Linked DNA regions of Mus musculus: all the other regions are linked to region 1. Evidence: chromatin contacts called from public Hi-C and HiChIP or PLAC-seq data. All regions are on one chromosome and are shown on one strand. Each heading gives the region's core, a stretch centred on a gene start, on an enhancer-like site or on the middle of the called end of the contact. The rest is flanking DNA. Distances are from core to core; before and after follow the strand shown.

Evidence for each region. Hi-C and Micro-C count contacts between places; a contact is called where the count stands out from the background. HiChIP or PLAC-seq counts read pairs in DNA pulled down with a chosen protein or histone mark.
Region 2: a contact with region 1 is called in an H3K4me3 HiChIP or PLAC-seq map of embryonic stem cells, with 39 read pairs. The contact joins the enhancer-like site here to the promoter of Zfyve9 in region 1. A contact is called at or near these places in 1 of 15 datasets of contacts at CTCF or cohesin (large pre-B cells), 23 of 484 Hi-C or Micro-C datasets (B cells, the Ba/F3 cell line, CD4 T cells and 14 more), 8 of 115 datasets of contacts at active chromatin or transcription factors (the SCID.adh cell line, bone marrow-derived macrophages, embryonic stem cells and 3 more) and 3 of 9 other capture datasets (adipose tissue, liver and pancreatic islet).
Region 3: a Hi-C map of uterus shows a contact between it and region 1, with 2.8 times the contacts expected there. The contact joins the enhancer-like site here to the promoter of Zfyve9 in region 1. A contact is called at or near these places in 9 of 39 promoter capture datasets (the 3T3-L1 cell line, the C10 cell line, the HPC-7 cell line and 4 more), 16 of 484 Hi-C or Micro-C datasets (the N1E-115 cell line, bone marrow-derived macrophages, brown adipocytes and 11 more), 12 of 115 datasets of contacts at active chromatin or transcription factors (PVALB interneurons, a beta-TC-6 cell line, embryonic limb bud and 5 more) and 2 of 9 other capture datasets (adipose tissue and pancreatic islet).

Annotation. Positions count from the first base shown.
Region 1 is chr4:108,778,664-108,783,071 of GRCm38.p6, reverse strand. It overlaps Zfyve9 (zinc finger, FYVE domain containing 9), which reads left to right and starts at 2,233. Exons shown (of 19, transcript NM_001384118.1): 1 at 2,233-2,619.
Region 2 is chr4:108,852,843-108,857,304 of GRCm38.p6, reverse strand. Txndc12 (thioredoxin domain containing 12 (endoplasmic reticulum)) reads right to left here. Exons shown (of 7, transcript NM_025334.3): 3 at 4,084-4,136; 4 at 1,084-1,157. Among named protein-coding and RNA genes, the nearest start is that of Kti12, 7.2 kb to the right of the region's middle. Within about 2 kb of position 2,409, at least 7 of the 459 cell types and tissues checked have an H3K27ac peak or open chromatin away from gene starts, as enhancers often do. A contact at or near this core is called in embryonic stem cells, where this site is marked.
Region 3 is chr4:108,667,857-108,672,314 of GRCm38.p6, reverse strand. The region is part of intron 13 of Zfyve9 (zinc finger, FYVE domain containing 9); the gene reads left to right. Among named protein-coding and RNA genes, the nearest start is that of Cc2d1b, 50 kb to the right of the region's middle. Within about 2 kb of position 2,089, at least 3 of the 459 cell types and tissues checked have an H3K27ac peak or open chromatin away from gene starts, as enhancers often do. A contact at or near this core is called in PVALB interneurons and uterus, where this site is marked.

The DNA of each region.
Region 1 (4,408 bases), core at 984-3,483:
GGGGTTCCAGAGATAAAACTCAGATCACTAGGTGTGGCCCTTTACCCACTGAGCCATCTGGCCAGCATATGACAGAACGATTTTAAGCAAGTTACTATCAAGCAGCTTCCCTCAGCAAGAGTTTGAATAGAAGGGAAGAACGTGTGAGGCAAGAAGAAACTGGTCCTGGGAACAAATGAATCATCTTCATGCTGTAGCTACACCCTAGACGTCCTGATTATTCACAAACAAATGTAGGTTTTCTGCAGTGGCAGTGAGCTTGGATTGGAAAGGACAGTGCCAATGTCATGTCAGGGAGCCAAACTGATGGAAATTAAAGGGCCCATGCTAAAGCACAAATGGTATCAATAGCAACTCACTCTAACAGTGTTCTCTTGTTACTGTAGAAAAGACTGCTATCAGACAGGAGACCCTAGGTTATAGGGACTCCTTGCGGCTTTTCTCTCGGTTGGATGCCCCTTGGTGGTGGTGCCGAAGTACTGAGTTCTTAGAGATGCTGTGAGGATGAATCACCATTTCCTCCGAGCTGGTTTCTGTCGTTACAAAAAGGGGATAGTGATTGTGTGTGTGTGTGTGTGTGTGTGTGTGTGTGTGTGTGTGTGTAATGTGACTCAGAGATAAGTGGCAAAGGCAGACTTGGGACTGTACAGGAACAGCTTTCATTGATGAGAAAAGAACTGCTAGGTTATATTTTTCTCTGGGTGGCTGCTCAATTATTACTTGAACAGCTCCTGGACTCCTTATGTAATTTCCCCATGTCTTGTTACTATTATCCCATAATCTAAGGTAAGGCAAGATTGCTTATAATATTTTATAATATTTTCATGCAGGAAAAATGTGCTGGTTCTATTTTGATATCTGCTGTGCTGTAGAATGTCAAAGGATCCAGTGTACTAGGTTCTCCTCTTCAGAGGAGGATGTTACATAAATGCACGAGTGAAATTCAGGGAAATTTCACTTAGACCAGGATGATGAGAATGACCTTTTGATAGGAACACACACACACACACACACACACACACACACACACACACGCGCACACGCACACACACACACACACACACACACACAGACACACACGAGCGGGGTTGGGGAGTGTGGTGGGATAAACACACACAGATGGGCACAATCTCCAGATTAAGAATGACTAAGTAAGTGTTAGGGTGTTCTGGAATTAACAAAAATTGGAACTATAGGCCCGTCCTTCCATCCCCAACCTTCACAACCAGCTAGGCAGGCAGGAGAAAACAGAGGTTCAAAAATATTACATAACTTGCCAGGGTCATAAAACTCTACATGATGTAACTGGAACCAGTGGCATCAGGATCTGCCTGACACCAAAGTCCTTGCTTGTTCCAGTATAGCTCCCAGAAACAAAACCAACCAACCAACCAACCAAACAAACACAGTATTTGGGAATTTGAGGGACCAGGGGATTTAAAATTTTTTTTTTCTTTTTCCTATTTCCCTTCTGACAGTCTTTAGTTGTGACGTTATGTTAGCATCCTAGAGGCTGGGCAAGATCAAACAGGAGGCATTTGTAAACAAAATGACTGCATAGCCTTTAATATAACCACAACAATTTCCTTCTTTCAGAGTTTTTATCTAGGATTTGATAAGGGGTGGGTGACCCAGAAGTGGTAGAGGTGGTGGCCAGGGTTAAGTTAGTAAAAGGATGAGTCTTTTCTTACCTTTAAGTTGTTTATCGGTTTCAGGACAACCCGTTGGTTATTCTCTTCTCTTTGTCAGCGTTTTTTAAATTTTGTTTTGTTTTGTTTGTTTGTTTTTTGTTTTCTCCCCCCTACTTTGTAGGTAAGGATAGGGTTTAAGGAATTCTATAGCACATTTCTGTAGTGAATCTGCACAGTAGCTCCAAAAAAGTTGAGGTCAAAGATGATTCCTTTATCTGCTTTGGGAAGGGATTGTGCATGTGCTTAGGAAAAGAAAAAAGGGATTTGTTCTGGGTCACGCTCCTTTCATACTGACGCACTGAGGGAATTAAAAGGGACCCCCTGTCTCCACGAGAAATGAACCGAGATTCCCTCACATTCCCGCTCTCGGAGACGAGTGACGAAAGCATTCACATACCTTCTTGGAGGGAAGAAAAAGGTGCTGGGGTCTGACGGGGGTGGGGTGTGGGGGGAGCCGACAGCTTCCGGCTCCCGGGAAGCCGCGTCAGGGGCGGGCCACGGGCCGCGGGCGGCGCAGGGCGCACGGGGCCCCGCCACCCCCAGGCCGCGCTGCCTCGCGTTCCCTGCCGCTCGTGCCCGGTGCGGCCGCCGCAGTCCCGGCGCCGTAGCGGGACGTGGGGTCCAGGGGGCGCTGTGGCCCAGCGGCGCGGGCGGCTGAAGCGGCCACCGCGGCGGCGCCCGAGGCTTCGCCGAGCCCGTCTGCCTGCATCGCCTCGGTTGTCCCGCCGTAAGCTGCGCCCCCGGCCGCGCTCGGCCGCGCTCGGCCGCGCTTTCCCGGACCCGCGTGGCTGAGGCGGCTGGAGGGGCGCTGGGCCTCAGTCCCGGCCGCTGAGACCGCAGCCCCCTCAGGAGTGCGAGGCTTCGCGGCGGAGCCCCGCTGAGGACGAGGCTCTCGGCTGAGTGACGACCCCCGGGCCATGGAGAGGCGGTGAGTGTGGCGCGCTGCGGTTCGGGGCTCGTCTGCTTGCGCCGCCCAGGGGTCCTGGCGCCAGCTATTGGGCCGGGCGGACGGAGCGTCCTGCCAGTGCGGCCGCCGCGGGCACCCCGGAGCTCTGGGGCCTCGGCCCTTTCTCCGTGGGTCCCCGGGAGATTGAAGGCGTGCGGGGGGCGACTAGGCCCCGAGTCGCCGGGAAGCCCTTAGCCGGGCCTGGGTTCCGGCGCGGCCGGGTACGTGAAGATCGGGCTGGCGGCCGCACCGGTGCCCTTCGCGTTTGTCCCGGGCGGGGCCGAGCGTGCCTTCCTTCCCAGGGCCCTTCGAGCACATCCCGGAGGGAGGCAGAGGACGCTTGTTTGCAAACAGCTTTGGCTTGCCTGCTCCGCGTACTGAGTCCTGCGGAGCCACCCCCTGGGTGGGGAGTGGTGAGTATTGAGGTGCAGAGAGTGCGGGGCACTCGGAGCCCCTGGTACTCCAGGAGTAGCATTCACGCCTCCCTTGCTGGAGACACAGCCTTTTGCGTCCTTTTTTGAGGTGAAATTTCATCACCTGCCGCTAGCTCATCCTTTCCTCCTTATGTTACATCTTGTCTCTGAGCGAGGTCTGCTTTGGAGAAAGCCCCATCCCATCTTTGCTATGCTAAGTTTCCTAGCTACTCACAGTTAAAAAAAGAAAAAAAAAATCTTTTAGGAAGATGTCTTTTCCACCTTTAGAGAGACAGGAAATGTTTTAATGCCCCAGTCCTTGGTACAAAAATGTTTTACTCAAATAGAGAACGGATGGCAAGAAGATTTTAAATCATACTAATTACCCTAATTGCAAGGACATGCCGAAAATGGGATATAAACTCAGTTGTACAAGAAAAATGATTTGTTTTGTTCTGGTAAGGATGTAAAAAAAAGTTAGTGATTGTAGTTTGACATTACACGTCAGATATTGGGTGCTTCTTGTTTATGATAAATGTGATTACAGGTTATTCTCATTTTTCTACTATATAGGACTTATATGTACATCTAGAACGTCAATGCATGAAAATATGTATATATAGTAGAAAATTTGGATACGCAGAGAGGTACTATATTGGCTTTCAATATGTACTTAATAACTGGAGAGAGATTACTAGTAATGTCATATGTTTTGATGGTCATTCAAAGTTTACAGTGAGAGTGTACTGATTTATAAAATTATTATTATATTTTGGAATTAAATTAAGAATGCCTGACTGGTCCACTTTACAGCCAGACATTTGTTTAAAATTTATAAAATATGTTACTAATTATCAGAGTTAGAGCCATCAGTTAATATGCATAGTTACCTGTAAGACTCCTGACTTAACCTTCCTACAGAGCGTGGGAATCTCCTGAGGTCTAAGGGGGTCATCATGTTGATGAATTTTGAGGACCCATTGTGTTAGTGTTGTAGCCTTGCCTTTGTCAGATCTTGTGTAAGCATTTTTAACTGTAAAACATTGGCTTGATTAGTATGTTGGTTAACTTAGGTTTTAAAAGTCGAATTCTTTTCTCAGTGTGTCTCTAAAGACCAATGTTAGAATTGGGGGTACTGATTAAAATATTCTATTCCTGGTCCCCTAAATCAGAATTGTAGGTATAACTCGAAGATCTTGATTTTTTTAAATCAACCTTCCTGATTCTTAGTACTACTAAATTTGGACATAATTGATAAAAGAGATTCGCTTAGGTGGACACAATTGTCCTCTCTCTAGCAAAACTATTACTCTTAAGTGGCTTACAGATGGTCTTCATAGCAACAGATAATGGTTTTG
Region 2 (4,462 bases), core at 1,160-3,659, 74 kb before region 1:
ATGGTTTTGAGCCACCATTTGGGTGCTGAGACTCAAACTTGGACTCCTCCACAGGAACATACACTTTTAACTTTTAACCACATAGTCATGACTACACTCCAGCCCGTGGCTACACTTTCTTACATTGGAGTTACTCACTAGAAACATCTTGTTCTCTGTGAATGTGAGTCCCAGTTTACCCCAGAAAGTAATGAAATTATGTTCATGGGAAAGAGAGTAATTTTATAGCTTGTGGTGAGGTTCTCATTTCAGGGATTAAATAGGGTCATTTATTTAAATTGCTTTAATTAGCACTGGGATACACTAGTTATATAGGGAAACACGTTTAATACCTCAATGTTGTCTGTTAATGTGTTCAGAAGGTTCTTGGATCTGTGTTTAAGCAAACAGTCTCTTTAATGAGACTCATGTCTAGAAGCATCACTGTGCAGTGCTACATGTGCTACATGTGCTACATGATCCCACACCTGTGCAGAAGAGCACGGCCTGGACGGGAGCACAGCTGCGTCATGTTTGCTCACTTACTAGGTTCTTAGCATGTTAACAAAAATCACACCCCTGACCTACCTCAGGCCTTTCTATAAAATGGGAACAATACCAATGACCCCAAAAAACCCCTTCCAAGTCTAACTCTTGATATTCTAAGATTCTGGATCACAAGAGCTGGATCCTGTATAAAGGACATAAAAGATACTTCCACGAGGAATCAGGAAGGCTGCACATAAAAGCCTCGCATGGCCAACCATCCAGTAGGTGCTCAACTGAACCACAATTTGCAGGAAGTAGTAGCCTCTACATATGACTATCTATAGAACAGCTATAGGAAGATATAAAACATATCATAATCAAAAGCTAAGGATGAAAAAACTCCAAATTTTAGTCACTTACTCAAATTCTCCCTTCCTCATTCCTCTCTAATGCTGGATGGCTAATACGTCTCTCCCGTAAACCTCAGTATTATTCTCTTGTTTTCAAGAGAAAAACAACATACAAGTAGCCCGTTCTGCCCATTTCACTTTATAATAAATCTAAAACTATACCTTAAAATCATCCCCCCCCGGGGGGGGCATCTTTAAGTCTTACCTCCAGATTTACCATAACAAAATTATGGGACAGTTCTGAAATTTCTGTAGATTCTGCAAATTTGGGTTTTAAAGCTAAGGAGAGAGAGAGAAAAAAAAGATTTTTGCAATGACAGAAACATACCCAAACACTAGTCAGCATAAATATCACTAACTTTTATTGAAGGGTCAGACATTAGCATATATATATATGTATATGTACACACACACACACACACACACACACACACACACACACACATATATATTAACCCATCTAATGGAACCATTGTTAAGTCTAAATAACTAAAATTGAGGGCCGGAAGACGGCTGAGTCTCAATCCCTAGCACTTACCAAAAAAGCCCAGCATGGTGGCACACGCATGTAATCTCAGCAATAAGTGGATCCCTGGGACTGGCTGCCTTGCTAGCCAGCTTTGCCTAATCTGGTAGCTTCAGGTTCCAATGAGAAGGAACCAGCAATATGGCTGAGCAGGTGAAAGCAACTGCCATGCAGGCCTGGCAATCTGACTTGGACCCAGAATCCATGAAAAGGTAGGAGGAGAAAACTGAACCCACGAAGGCGTCCTCTAGCATCAACCCGCACACACATGAGAACACATACAAGAATAAATAAAATGAAATGAAAAACATGATGGAAACTAATTGGAAAAAGACATCCAAGGCTGATCTATGGCCTCCACAAGAATACAAATATACATGTCCTCAACGTATATGATTAAAACAGCAAAAACAATTAATGCCTGGTGGCACACAGTTGCAGACCAGATTCTGGGGAGACTGAAGCAGAAGGGTAACTTGAACTTACTTGAGTGTAAGACCAACCTGTGACCTATCTCAATTAAAAAAAAAAAACAAAAAACAAAAAACAGGCACAGGGTGTGGTGTGGCACACCTTTATTTCCAGAGCTCCATACTCAGAGACAGGTGGATTTCTGTGAGGCCAGCTGGGACTACATAATAAGACCTTGTCTCAAAAGCAAAACAAACAAACAAAAAAAAAACCAATATGAAATAAGGACAAGAGTGGTTTTTTTTTTTTTAGAGACAGGGTCTCTCTGTGTAGCCCTGGGTGTCCTCGAACTCAGAAATCCACATGCCTCTGCCTCCCAAGTGCTGGGATTAAAGGCGTGTGCACCACTGCCTGGCAAGTAGGACAAGAGCTTTTTATTTAAAAAATACAACCATAAAACCAGGCCTGGGAACCTAGATTCTCATCCTGCTTCTGGCACTTACTTTGTTATGTGACTGCAATGTGCATCAAACTTAAGAAATAGGGACAATGAGGGTGGGTGTGGTAGTACAAGCCTTTAGTTGAGGAGACAACAGGAGGATTTCGGTCAAGGCCAGCCTGGTCTACACAGTGAGTTCTGACATAGCCAGGGCTAGTGAGACCCTGTCTCGAAAGAAATGAAGACAAACTATTCGTGGGCTGAAGAGAGTAGATAAGGGTGTCTTGTCCACTGCCTCTCCTAATGACCCCGGTTCAATCCCTGTAACCTTCACCACAGAAGAATAGACTCTCACAAGTTGTCCTCCGACCTCCAAACACTATAAAAAATAAAATACAACTGTAGTGTGTGTGACTGCATGTGCCACAGCACACATGGAGATCAGAAGACAAGTGTGGAGTCTGTGCTCTTTTACCTTCCCATGGGCTTCAGGAACCACACTCAGGCCAGACTTCTGTAGCAAATGTCTTTACCCAATAAGCCATCCCACTGCCCTCCACTGTTTGCCTTTTATAGTTATGTTTCAGTAATTTCCATTGAAAAAGGAACCACGCCGGGCATGGTGGAGCATGCCTTTAATCCCAGCACTTGGGAGGGAGAGTCAGGCAGATTTCTGAGTTCCAGGCCAGCCTGGTCTACAAAGTGAGTTCCAGGACAGCCAGGGCTACACAGAGAAACCCTGTCTCGAAAACAAAACAAAACAAAACCCAAGCATGTGCTTACTCCCAGTTGTGGAGATATGGGCCGCTTCACAGCAGCTGACTATGATTTGCCTGGCGTTCTAACAGAGCATGGCTTTCTGCAATCTTGTGACTCCGAAATTCTGGAAACATTTCAGAGGTATAGAAATGCTAAGGCCCTGAGAGGTGAGGTTGGTTGTGGTTTGTTAGTAGTTGTGCTTAAAGAAGAAACAAAAGGAAAGAAACTAGACCCAGGGATGGATGGATGGATCTCTCTCTCTCTCTCTCTCTCTCTCTCTCTCTCTCTCTCTCTCTCCCTCCCTCCCTCCCTCCCTCCCTCCACCCCTCCCTCCCTTCCTAATGATAGGAGGTAAATAGGAGGTAAAATTGGTGTGTGTGTGTAGGGGTGGCAAAAAGAACCCACAAAGTAGCAAAGATCAGCTACAGAGTCTCTCAGTGGGACCCAAGCTAGCCTTGAACTTCTGATCCCCCTGCCTCACCAAGTGCTGAGATTACAGGCATGCACTGCAGTGTCTGGCATTCACATTCCTCTTATTCATTTTATTTAATTATGTGTACATGTGTGTGTGTGGGGGGGTATGTACATGAATGTGAGTGCTCAGAGGTCAGGTGTTCCTTAGGAGGAGCTAGTGTGTACTCTTAAGCACCGAGCCATCTCTCTAGCCCCTTACTTATGTCTGAGACAGGCACTCACTCTGTTGTCAAGGGTGGCCTCACACCTGTGCCCATGCTTCTGCTTCACCCTCCTGAGAGCTGGGACTACAGGCATGAGCTGCCATGCCCAGCTGCATTTTTGAAATAGGGTTTTGCTAGTTGTCGAGTTATCAGTGAAAAATAAAACCTGACTGGTATCACAACAGGCAGAAAGAATACACACCACAGTCAAAAATATCCTCTGGTTTTGATTGGTTCCCTCCCTCCCTAAGCCATTTATGCCCCTCTGTAAAGGATTCCAGCTTCTGCTAAGATGCTCTGTCTGACATTTGGAAGTGCTCCAGGCACTCAGCAGTGCTTTGCCATTTCTGGTACATCTGAAGCCTGACCTTGGGATGAAACACTCGTACTTACCTTTGCAGGCTCCACACCAAGATTTATGGATGATCACCATCAGCGGCAAGCCACTTGAAAACAAAGAAAGTATATTATAGTAAAATCCTTCAAAAGTACTCTAACAAAATGATTGGTAATGCAGAAATGTGGTTTTTGTATGGTTTCAAAAGAAACTGTAAAACAATCCAACTACTTAAGTCATAGATTATTTTTTTAAAGACGTATTTATTATTATATCTAAGTACACTGTAGCTGTGTTCAGACACACTAGAAGAGGGCATCAGATCTCATTACAGATGGTTGTGAGCCACCATGTGGTTGCTGGGATTTGAACTCAGGACCTTCAGAAGAGCAGTAGGTGCTCTTAACTGTTGAGCCATCTCACCAGCCCAAGTCA
Region 3 (4,458 bases), core at 840-3,339, 110 kb after region 1:
TCCCCACATTGGACTTTACCCTGCCTTCTCCTGGCTGCAGAGGAATAATTATTCTTCATATATGGAAAGTATTTGTAATAGAAGCCAACAGGCAAATGTTGGAAGACTCCTTTTTGCTTTATGAAGGGTCTCCAGTTGCCAGTTCACCAATAAATCTGATACCCATAATTAGGATATAATCTGGTTCAATATTGATCAGGGTTGTATGCACAGAAATGAGCTTACTGGCAGTCACAAAAGCTGCTCTTTGTTCCTGTCCCCACTGGAAACTAGCTCCCTTTCTAGTAACCATTTAGAGGGTCTTTATAATAATCTATAAATATGGTATTTGATTTCTCTAATATGCAAGCATACCAATTAGGAACTGTATCTGAGTTTTGTCCCTGGGTGGTGGGATTAAAGGTGTGTGCCACCACTGCCTTGTTCTCTGTAACTCCAGAATTTGGAAAATAACTAATTTATAGAGATCAGCCTGTCTTTGCTAGGATTAAAGGCATGGCTACCACTGCCCTGCTCATATATTATATCTTAGCTCCAAATTGTTCCAACTCTTAAAGATTTAGAAAACAAGTTGTAACTATAGTAACCCTTTGAATTTACTTAACACTATTTTAATCTCTTAACTGTGTTTTTTAATACTAAACAGCAAACATCCTTTCCAAAAACATTTTATTCCAGTAAGACAAGTGTGCCTTTGTTAAATTATTCAAAAATACTATTTTTTATTTTTTCCTGCATGATCATATGAAAAGCATTTGTTAGTCTTTATGAGTTAGTTTGGACTGAATGACCAAGCTGTCTGATAAACTATGGACTCTCCTTATTCAGTACGTCTCTACTGTTCAGATCTACTCTTTATCACTTGATGTATCCACAGCTTTTCTCCTCCTGTGGAAACAAAGACAAAATTTCTTTTTCAACCTAACACATAGCCCAGTTTACACTCGGAGGGCAGCACATCTTTAAAAACACACAGGCCAGTTAACTCAGAAGTTTTGCTCTGCTAGCCAGTGTCTCTACAGCTGCTGTTATATGACCTGAAGAGTATGTTTAATATTTTTCTCAGAAGCATTTGTTATTTTATGGTTTGTTTCTGAGATTGGGGGAATGTTTATCTGTGTTTTGCATTGCTACAACAAATCACATTCCCATAAATTCATGACTCTGTTAGCCATATATGGCTTTAATTTTTCTCTTTGTCCTTCTGGCCCTATAAACTCAACCCATCTTGGACTTTGTTTCACCTGAAATAAAGTTCCAGTCTCTAGAAGCCGATTATTTACCTCCTGAAGGTGCGAAGATTTTGGTGGAATTATTGTTACATTCGCACCTGTGTCTACTAAGCCTTAAATTTCAATGCCATTTATGTGTATTTTTGGATTTGGCCTCTGATCATTTTTAGCAGTTTGCCAAAGTATTTGTTTTCTTGTTTCTCCTGAATTTTTTGTTTTATCTACGGAAGTTTGTCCTTGATTTCATCCAGAACAGTGTTGTTTTTAACAACAGGCATTGACTTTAGCTGCTCTCTAGATACGGTTCTCCAATGCTGACAGGAAATGATTGAATCAAATTGGATTTCAGGACCTGACGGAGGCCCTCTAGGGTGTTTCCCATGGCAAAGGATTACCTTGACTGTCCCTTGTTGATCTGTGTTTATTAGTCCAATACCGGCCTTTAATTACCACATCTTCTGTTAGGGCCTTCATTTTGGGTTATCTCTAGGAAAAAAAAAACCAAAACCAGTATTTCCAGGATCATCTTGCCTACAGTCCCTTCCCAGATGACCTTGCTTACCACAAGTAAAACATCTGATGTTTTGATTTTTCTTAAAACTTTCTCCTATCAGAGTAGCATCATAAACATAAGATCCAATACCAGCCGTATTTCCAATCCATTTATCTATTGGTGTTAATCTCATCTTTAAAGACCTAATCACCCTTTTGCATTCTGAATTAGCAGTTTCAAAAGCCAGTGATTCAGTTGGTATTTTTCTGACTTCTGAATCTGATACTATTCTATTTACAGATGAAGTCAATCTTTGCAAAAAAAGTAAGTGAAGGCTTATTTTAGGCCTTGTATAATTTTAGTATATGACTCAGACCTCTTTCCTGATTTTTCAACCTTGTCCCAAGCATTTAAAGCTGTTAAAACAACACAGTGTCAAGGTATGATCATCAAATTCAAGCTGCCTTTGTAACTCGGCATATTAACCTTCACCTAGCAACTGAGCTTGGGAAATATTGATACCTCTAGCCCTAATTCACTCTTCTATGACCCTTAGCTTCCTCTTTCCACCATGTTCACCATTGGATCTGAGAACCCTCTAATATTTTTGTAAAGATTTATTTATTTATTTTATGTATATGAGTATACTGTAGGTGTCTTAAGACACACCAGAAGAGGGCATCAGGTCTCATTATAGATGGTTGTGAGCCACCATATAGATGCTGGGGATTGAACTCAGGACCTCTGGAAGAGCAGTCAGTGCTCTTAACTGCTGAGCCATCTCACTAGCTCAAGAGAACCCTCTAATATTGCTGTTGTCAAATCTTTCTAGTCTTGAAGGATAATTCTGAGATGCCCACGAACTAAGTGCTTCAAATAGGGTGAATACACACCATCCAAAACAATCGTTTCCTTAAATTTCCTCAAATCTAATATGTCTATAGGATTCCATTTAGTTTCTTCATACCCTTAGGGGTACCTATTGTCTGCTGGTAGTTCTTGTACAGTATCTGGATAAACTAAGGTTGGTTTTCTAACAACCCAGGGCCATCCCTTTTTAGTGTCATCATGCAGTGGTACCATAAGTTCTTGTCTAAATTCCTCTGTCTGTGTCTGAATATTTCTGTTATTTTTATCTATAAGTCTTTCTAAAGCTTGTATCTTATCCATTTTTCATATTTGGCACAAAAACCACCATGGCTATTAAGGATAAATATTAATTACTAGACTGATAGTAATTATCACCAGTATTATGTCAATTTCAATTAAGTCATTTATCTTTTCATTTTCTTCTAGTAATTAGCACTATACAGGGTCCTAATACCCTATATTATGATATTTTTCATACTTAAGGTAGGAGAGAATTTTCTTTTTAGTATTACTTAACTCTCTCCTTGAGGACTTCCAGATGACTTACCAAATCTGGTAGCTTCTTATTTTGTTCACAGCTGGCATGATTTCTCTGACCATGTGGTCGTGGTCCTGTTATGTGTTGGAGCACCAAATATTGTTTTGTTTTGTTTTTTAACAAAATCTCAAACATTTGATTTTACCAATGAAGACCTAGGAGCCAGATGTTGGGGTGAAATCCTGCTAGCTCAGAGAAAGCACCCAGCTGACCTTCCTCCTCAGCAATGTCTCATCAAGAATGCCCCACTCTCACTGTCTCAAAAAACCTCCTTCAAACTGACTGTCCCACTTCTACCTTCTGTGTGTCTGTCCATCCTCCTGACTCCCTCTTACTGAGTGTTTTTTCTTAATAATCTCATGCTCACTTCCCTTCAACTGGTTGCTTGCTCTTACCTCTTGACTTATAGTTGGCTTTATTTAATATTGTGTATAATATTAAAGCAGAAAGTTCTTCAATTAAAGGAGTATGCTAAGGCTGGGCCACACCACAGCTAAAAACAGATTTTTCCTGCAAATAACACAATCCCAGGGATCACAATGTGATCAAATATCCTGCAACTTATCCATTAGAGAGTCTTAAATATATGTACCTGCTTGGTTGCCAGGGAATGCTTCTGGCCACTTGTACGAGTAAAATGACACAGATCTTAGTGACAACACTGAAACTGATTCTGACTGTAGCAGTTTAAATGAGAATGGCCCCATGGGCTCACCTATTTGAATTATTAGTCCTCAGTCACAGGATCTGTTTGGGAAGAATTGGGATGTGTGGCCTTGTTGGAATAGGTGTCCTTGTTGGAGTTTTGTCACTGGGGCTGGACTTGAGATTTCAAAGCCCATGCCAGGCCCAGTCTCGTCTCGTCTCGTCTCGTCTCGTCTCGTCTCGTCTCGTCTCGTCTCGTCTCGTCTCGTCTCTTCTCTTCTCTTCTCTTCTCTTCTCTTCTCTTCTCTTCTCTTCTCTTCTCTCTCTCTCTCTCTCTCTCTCTCTCTCTCTCTCTCTCTCTCCCTATAACTTGTGTTTCTAGCACGTCTACTTTCCATGCTGTCTATCTGCCATGATGGTAATGGACTAGTCCTCTGAAATAGTAAGCAAACCTCCAATTAAATGCTTTCTTCTATAAATTGCCTTGGTCATGGTGTTTCTTCACAGCAATAGAACAGTAACTAAGACACTTTTATACTGCCTTGTCTTACTTTCCTATGTGAACAATTATTAACCACTAAAAAAGGATTTAGTATATAGTTTTGTAATTACATAGAGGCTTATCTCCGTTTGCATACATTGCTTTGAGTTAGGATAAGTATATCAGCTTACCACATGAG